Linked DNA regions of Rattus norvegicus: region 1 is linked to region 2. The links are chromatin contacts, called in public Hi-C maps. All regions are on one chromosome and are shown on one strand. Each heading gives the region's core, a stretch centred on a gene start, on an enhancer-like site or on the middle of the called end of the contact. The rest is flanking DNA. Distances are from core to core; before and after follow the strand shown. Region 1 has its middle 170 kb from the start of Ednrb. Region 2 overlaps Scel (sciellin).

Evidence for each region. Hi-C and Micro-C count contacts between places; a contact is called where the count stands out from the background.
Region 1: a Hi-C map of hepatocytes shows a contact between it and region 2, with 4 times the contacts expected there. The contact joins two enhancer-like sites. A contact is called at or near these places in 7 of 12 Hi-C or Micro-C datasets (the A7r5 cell line, the Rat2 cell line, Schwann cells and 4 more).

What each region holds. Positions count from the first base shown.
Region 1 is chr15:87,257,911-87,261,515 of GRCr8, forward strand. No RefSeq gene overlaps it. Among named protein-coding and RNA genes, the nearest start is that of Ednrb, 170 kb to the left of the region's middle. Within about 2 kb of position 1,926, at least 4 of the 93 cell types and tissues checked have an H3K27ac peak or open chromatin away from gene starts, as enhancers often do.
Region 2 is chr15:86,790,097-86,793,788 of GRCr8, forward strand. The region is part of intron 8 of Scel (sciellin); the gene reads left to right. Among named protein-coding and RNA genes, the nearest start is that of Scel, 37 kb to the left of the region's middle. Within about 2 kb of position 1,360, at least 3 of the 93 cell types and tissues checked have an H3K27ac peak or open chromatin away from gene starts, as enhancers often do.

The sequences.
Region 1 (3,605 bases), core at 676-3,175, 470 kb after region 2:
GGAATATATTCGCCTTGTTCTCAACGGTGTCTCTTTGCCTGTGGTGCACGACACCTTCTCAGGCGTTCTTGAGCTAACTGGTTTGCTGTAGAAGAGGCCACTGGACATTGCAGGATGAGAAGACATTTAAGACTGGGAAAGTAACACATCTCCACCAATCCTAACCAAGTCTTTCATGTTGGCAGGGGGGGTGAGAAGATTTGAAAGTCGATGTTTAAAACGCTCTCCTTGTGCTGCTATTATTCTGTTGGTCCATGCCTCCCATTCACGCTACTTTCCTCTCTCAGCCTCTCTTGCCTTCACTTCTTAGTCACTCAAGACAGTACATTTAAAGTCAACTTGATTGCCTTTAAAATGCACTGCTAATTATTAAATTCATGTCATGTTTGATTAGAGTTTCACCTAGACAGTGTCCTTCATGACCAGGATTCTGTTGGTTTACTTTGGGATTTGTAATTGCCTTTGTTTTTTTTTTTTTGTTTGTTTGTTTTTTTAACTCATCCTGGTCGTATTTGTTACTTCCTGTTTTCTCCTGTTCTTCCTGTGCACCTGGTGCATCTTGGATCTCCTTGAAGAGGTTTTGATCCTTCTGGTATCTGAGTGTTCTCTTTTCTATTGTTGATGGCTCTCAGGGCATGCAAGGGTTGTTGCACGGGAGTGCCCAGTAGGAACCGCCTTGCCTCGGGGCTATCAGCTGGCACTTGGGAGTTCCCTGGGCTGCTGCACAGCCCCAATACATTGCAGGCTCTGCTCGTTTTCCTGCAGATCCCTTGAAGGCGGAAGGACAACAACTACGTTTAGTTTTCCTTATTCTACCCAAGCAAGCTGCTGTCAAGGCTCTAGAGCTAAGGGGTTGCCACCTTGCGAGAAAAGGGTACCAGAACCTACTTTACAAATTCCAGGGTGTAGGGGATTTTCCATGGTTAGGGAAGTAATTTAAAAAAAATTTCCTACCTGGAGACAATGCTAACTGGACACAATGCTGAAGACGGGCGCACAGGTGAGGCCCAAGCTCTAAAGAAATGACCTGCCTGTTTCAGCATCGCCCCCCCCCCCCCCCTTGGCCAACCCACTAGCCCTGAACTCTGAGATATGCTTCACATTTTGACAACAAAGAAATGCTGACGTTTACAGCAGGGGTTCCCAACCTGTGGGTCTCGACCCCTATGGGGTTAAACAATCCTTTAACGGGGCGGGAGGCAGATATTTATATTATGGTTCATAACAGTAGCTAAATTATAGTTATGACATAGTAATGAAAAGAATTTTGTGGCTGGGGGGGTGGGTGTCACCACAAGTGTGAGGAACAGTATTAGAGGGTCACAGCAGCAGGGAGGTTGAGAACCACTATTCCAGAGTTCTTTCTATCATCTCTGCATTTCCCTAAAGACTGTTACCGGTGTTTGTACACTGATAATTAGCCTCTTCCCCGATCCCTGCCATTCCCTGTTTGGGAGTGTGGCTTTTGACACGGTATCTTCAACACATCTCCTTTCTGCTCCCACTCATGCGTTACAGAAGATGAGAGGCAAACAGAGATGTCAATAGTGTTTTTTGTTTTGCTGTTTTTTAATTTCTCGGTTCATTCCATAGGTGAGAGTCTGTAAGGTATTTCATAATTCCATAGCAATGTGAATGAGTAGGTAAACAGCAGCCGCTACTGGAGAGGAAGGGCCTGGAGAGGAAGGGTGCACAGAAACGAATGCCCGCTGGTGATGGGGTGTGGATCAAGTCTCTGAACCTCCGTGAGGAAGTGGGCTGAGCTGACTTCAGATCGGAGCGAACGCCTTTGTAGCATTTTAGAACATCCGGTCTCAGTTCTTTCAGTTTCCAACTTGCTTTTCTGCATAAGGTTTTAAGACTCCCCGCCTACAGAAGATGTCTCCTCTCACACCTTTCCTCGCTTTGCCTCCACAAAAAAACGGTGCTAGTCCTTACGCCTTATCGCACCATTATCACCCTAGCTATTATTACTGAAAGGACTGTATTTCATGGATCCCCATTTCAAACCTCAAAAAAAAAAATCGCTTTAGATTTTTAATCTGCAATTCCCAGTGTTTGCCAATTTAGGACCATCTGCAAATTAGTTAATGTGCAGTTTAGCCTTTCTTTGAAATCAGTAATTAAGATGTAAAGTAAGGCTGAGGCCAAGACTAATTCCATGGGCTTCCCACTGGGACCTCTCCTGAGCTCCATAAGTCTTTCATCCGCACCTCTGGCTTCTCAACTTCCAGCCAAATCTCCAGCTATTTCTCTCCATATGTAATTAAGCGGATGCACGAGGATCACCAGATTAACTTCTGGTTTGTAAAATGCTATCTGGGATCCATATTTATTTGACTTGGTTTTGTATTTACTTGTGTGGAAACCTTATAACCAACATGAGAAGAATATTTCACTTAGACAAACCCATTAGCTAATCTCCTACACGGAAGACAGACACAAGATAGCCTCTTAATATTAATTCTATTATTTAACTGCAGCCAGTTCAGGATCTAGACGACAACTGCAACTGGGGGCTATTTTACTCCTTTCTCTTTGTTTTAAACTTGGTCCAGCATTCTAGTATCTTTCTACTTATTTAAGATAAAAGCCTGCCTTTATTTTAATAAGTTTATTCAATTATTCCCCCATCAGCCATAGACAAACCTTTTGTTTTCAGGTCTTAGGCGTTTTCTATTAGCTGCCAATTATCTGTGTCTCAGACTGACATTCAAATAATTAAATATTCAGGTGCACTGATCTTGCCACCAAGGGTTTTATGAGCATTTGAGAAATTTGTTTAAGTTTAATTGGGAAATTAAGCCATGGGGCAACGTTACTGCAAAGCTCTACTGCTGTGCTCTGAGGAGCCGCACTAATCTAGGTCAGTACAACACAATAGGACTCACAAACACCGAAAGAACACAAACCCACAAACACCCAAAGAAGACAAAACCCTGCTCTGAATGACTGCCAAATTCTGAGGTATTTTAATCTTCCCTTTCTGGGACTCTTTCTGCCTCTGGTGTGCAGAGCAGCCTCTGGTTTATAACCTAAATCTTCTTACTGATTTCTAGCTCCTGCCCCTTCCCCATGGCTCTGGTCTCCCTTCAGAACGTACTCAAGTATTTTATTACTGTGTGTCTGCAAAACGTATCGCTCTTTTCTCTGTAGTATCAGATGACATTCCGAGCATTCTGAGCTGGACGATGGTTTCTCCGTTGCTGGGAAATGCATTCAGACAGGCAGTAAACATTTTTATTCTGCTATAAATACACAAGAGTTTATGATGTATGTGGGACTCTAGCATGATGGGTTTCTTCCCAGCTAAGATTTCACCAACACGGAACGAAGGGGCTTGGCTCATCTTCTATTTTCTTCAAGAACATATCCTTGACTTTCAATAAACGTAACTTCAAATTAATTAAAAAGCTAAAGTTAGAAAGACAGAAAAAAGATAAATAGGAAGGAAAGGGTAGAACTTGGGAGACCAGAGGGAAGTGTGTGCCTAAGTATGTTCCAAATCAAATTATCCTATTTTCTGTTGTATATCATTACTGTGCTTTGACCTGGCACCCCCTCCTTCCTCACACACAAAGAGGTGCTGAGTTCTCTTTAATTAA
Region 2 (3,692 bases), core at 110-2,609:
GAAGAAATATAGCTAAAATCATAGGCCTCATTCTTCAATAACCATGCAGGGCATATGAATAATTCAATAAACATTTAATGGATCAATCATTGTGTCAAATGCCACTCTGGATTATTAGGCTCTCTTGGTGAACAGAGCCTCTGTCTTGGATTTTAGAGAAGTGTCTTCTGTTTCGGTTTTTTTTTTTTCTTTTTTTCGGAGCTGGGGACTGAACCCAGGGCCTTGTGCTTGCTAGGCAAGTGCTCTACCACTGAGCTAAATCCCCAACCCCCGAGAAGTGTCTTCTATAGGTGCCAAAGTCCTATGGTGTACGTCACCTCTGAAACAGGAGGGAGGTGTGGCCTCTGACTGATTTTATTTGCATTCTGATATCCAAAATTTCTTCATGTCAGAAGCCAAAATATCTTCACTGAAATATTTCCATATTTCAACGGGTTCTTGTCCTGCTTATAACTGTGAAACTGTATATGTGTGTAATATAATATTGGCATATTTCCTAAATGTTCATCTGACACACACACTTCCAGTGTCTCCTTTATCTCCAAATGATAGAAATTTGTAGAAATAAATGTCCTTTAATATATCCTTTAATATGTCCTTTAACAGCATTGGATCTGTAAATATATGAACTGCAGTTGGTCAAAGAAATTGTTATCTTTCCACATTTTTCTATATATTTATATATAGATATTGATATGTCAAAAAAAGTTGTAGAACACATTAAATAACAGTAATATGGAATAACATCCGCTTTCTCTTAAAATGTTTTATTCCTTAACATGCACATCTCCGGGTGACTTACTGTTCTGTGAATACCTGTATTTCCAGCGTAAAGCACCCCTTTTCCTCAGGGTACTACCAGATAATTGCCCAATACCTGCTCACATTTCTCTTTGTCGGTTAAAGTGCCCTCCCACCCCCACCTCCAAGTATCAGGAGAGCCATTCGATCTTTCTTTGATAGGCAGCAAATGGTATTTTTGCCAGAAGTATTTACTAGATAATTCCAAAATAACTTTTAATTTTGGTCCATTCTTCCCGATTCTAGTATTAATATAAATTATCATCACAATGGGCAAATGATTATATAACTTTGTAAAGTGTGCAAAAATTGGTCATGAGTCAAAATCCCATTTATTCTAGGCCAGTTGAGCCTGTGGGTGTGGCTTTGCTGAGAGCGGGCAGCCCCGGCCCTCATCCACAGCGATCCAGCGATTGGCTGGATGTGTTTTTTACAAGGAAATGAGTAACAATGCTCTGTTAAAAAAATAAATCTGGCTTAGATTCATATCAGTAGAACCAAGGAAATGGGATTGCAGATTTCATTGCTCAATGGGACTCTCGGTTCCTGTTTTAGGGTCACAGGGATTTACATAATGCCCAAACAGAAAGGCTTCTCGCTGAGGCGAGACGATACAGCCACACCCAGTGTAAGGGCTTGACTCTAAAAGAGTAAGTGCTCTGGAGTTAGGTACAGCATCTTCTTTAATGTCTTCAATGCCAGTGCCTTCCCGGGGTTGATAAGTAGACTTTGTAGTAAATGCCAAGAAAAAAAAAAGGAGCAATTATTAATGACGAAAGGGAGGGAACGCTACAAAAACAGATCTCTGTCCCCATAGGAACCAAAGTGAATGAAAGTAGGTCAGAGACAGATAAAACCGGGGGATGGCGATTTAACACCAGTTACGAGCTGAAGTTACTTCTCTTTATCTTTCACGATACACTGGGATCCTCTCCCTTTCTCCTCCCTGGCCTCTTCTCTCAGAGCACTGTCCGGCTGCCTCGCCACGTGTCTGCCCATTGCATAGGCACGCATTCATGGCGCCATCTGTCCCTGAAATGTTGTTCATCTTCTGTGTTGTATGGTTACACGTCCTCCAGACATCCGCCACTCCAAGAGACAGCCTTTCTCAGAACGCCTTTCCCCCTAGACCTCTGCAGTCTTTGACATCGCCGATCATACCCTTTCTTGTTAGTTCCCCCTTTAACTCGATGGGCTAGCCTGTGCTAACCAGGAAATCCAAGCGAGTTGTGTTTAGATTGAATACTTGTGCTGGCCTGCATAAACTGGAACAAAATGGTTTGTTTTCCTAATGAAGGTCATGACTTCGTACTTTTATTGTCTGTCTAACATCTTTCTCTGCATAGATGCTTATGCCTACAATTGTGAGTTTATCGGTATGAACGTGCTAGCTTTTATATCTACGTCTCTAACTGTATCTGTATCTATATATTTAATTTTAAAAGGCCAGCAAGATTAGCTATACTTTAAATGATCACCTACCAGCCTGAAAGGGCATTTAAAATAAGGTTTAAAAAAATCATATTTAATCCAGGCATGGTGGTACATGCCTTTAATCCGAGCACTTGGGAGGCAAAGGCAGGTGAATATGAGGTTAAGCCTAGCCTGGTCTGCATAGAGAGTTCCAGGCTAACCAAGGACAGGCAGGACCCTGTCTCAAACAAAATAAACTATGCAACAAATCACATTTATAGTTAAATACCAAACTCACATATTTCCAAAAGAAAAAAAGAGGAAAGTAAAAACCAAACCATAAACAAGCAACAACAACAAACTGGCAGGGGTAAATATTAAATAGAAACGCACCCCCCCACTCTGTTGCCCGTACCGGTGGGCCACATGGCATCTGTCAGGTATTTTCATCTTAATCAGCAAAATGTCTCAACTCGTCTCTCTAAGTTTCCAATTTCCATCCCACGTTGCTGCCAGCTACTCTCTGAGCTCTGTGGCCATCTTGCCACCATGGCTAGCCCTAGAAGCCATCACCCTTCTAGTTCCCATGGTGAGGGTTGCCGCCACGCCAGCCCCATGCAGTCATCCACCCTCTGTGGTTATAGTCACAATTCCCAGTATCCCATTAAAATCAAAACTCAATAAGCTTGTAATTTATCAATCAGATTTATATCTTAAATTCTCAATCCACCAAACGTCTGCACGATAAACTCAGCCAATTGATATTGATATAACCTGCCCACTTGGATAAGACAAATTGTCCTGTAAAAGTCCTTCCCTTATGAAATAGTCATAGCTACCTGTGGCCACTTAAAGCCACACAGATCTGGGTCATCCTTCTCTGCCTCCATCTTGCTTCCTCTTCCGCTTTCCCCTCTCTCCCCTCTCCAAAACTCTGTGCCTGCTTTGCATTTTCACTGCACAATCACAGGCAGCGCCTTATCTCGTGCCTGCCCTCACCTGCATATAAACATCAATCCACACAAACCAACCCCAAACCCCTTGCATGCTCTGAGGTTTGCACAGCCATGTGAGTTAAACATTCCCCACAACTAAGTCTGGACTGTTTTCCTGAGCTATGCGCAAAGCCCTGAAAACCGATAATGAGCCATTATAGACAATCAAGCAAAATGTCTTTTATAGAAGAAAATACGTATAGCACAAAGACTAAAGTTTTGAAATACTACCCTGAAATGCTTTAGGGAGTTTTTAAGGCTCAAGAATAGAATGTGGTAAAAGATTTGATTCGGTACGGCTTTACTCTTATCAGTGAAAAGAAATCAAATGCTCTCACACTTGAAAATAAATTGCGATAAATTAATTGTTTGAGTCATGTGGCTGTTGCTAATAGCTTTGCTTTAGTTTCAATAACTTCTTAACTAAAATTTCCGAGACTAAATAACATAAAATTTCCCAAGAAAATGATAATTTTCCATTCC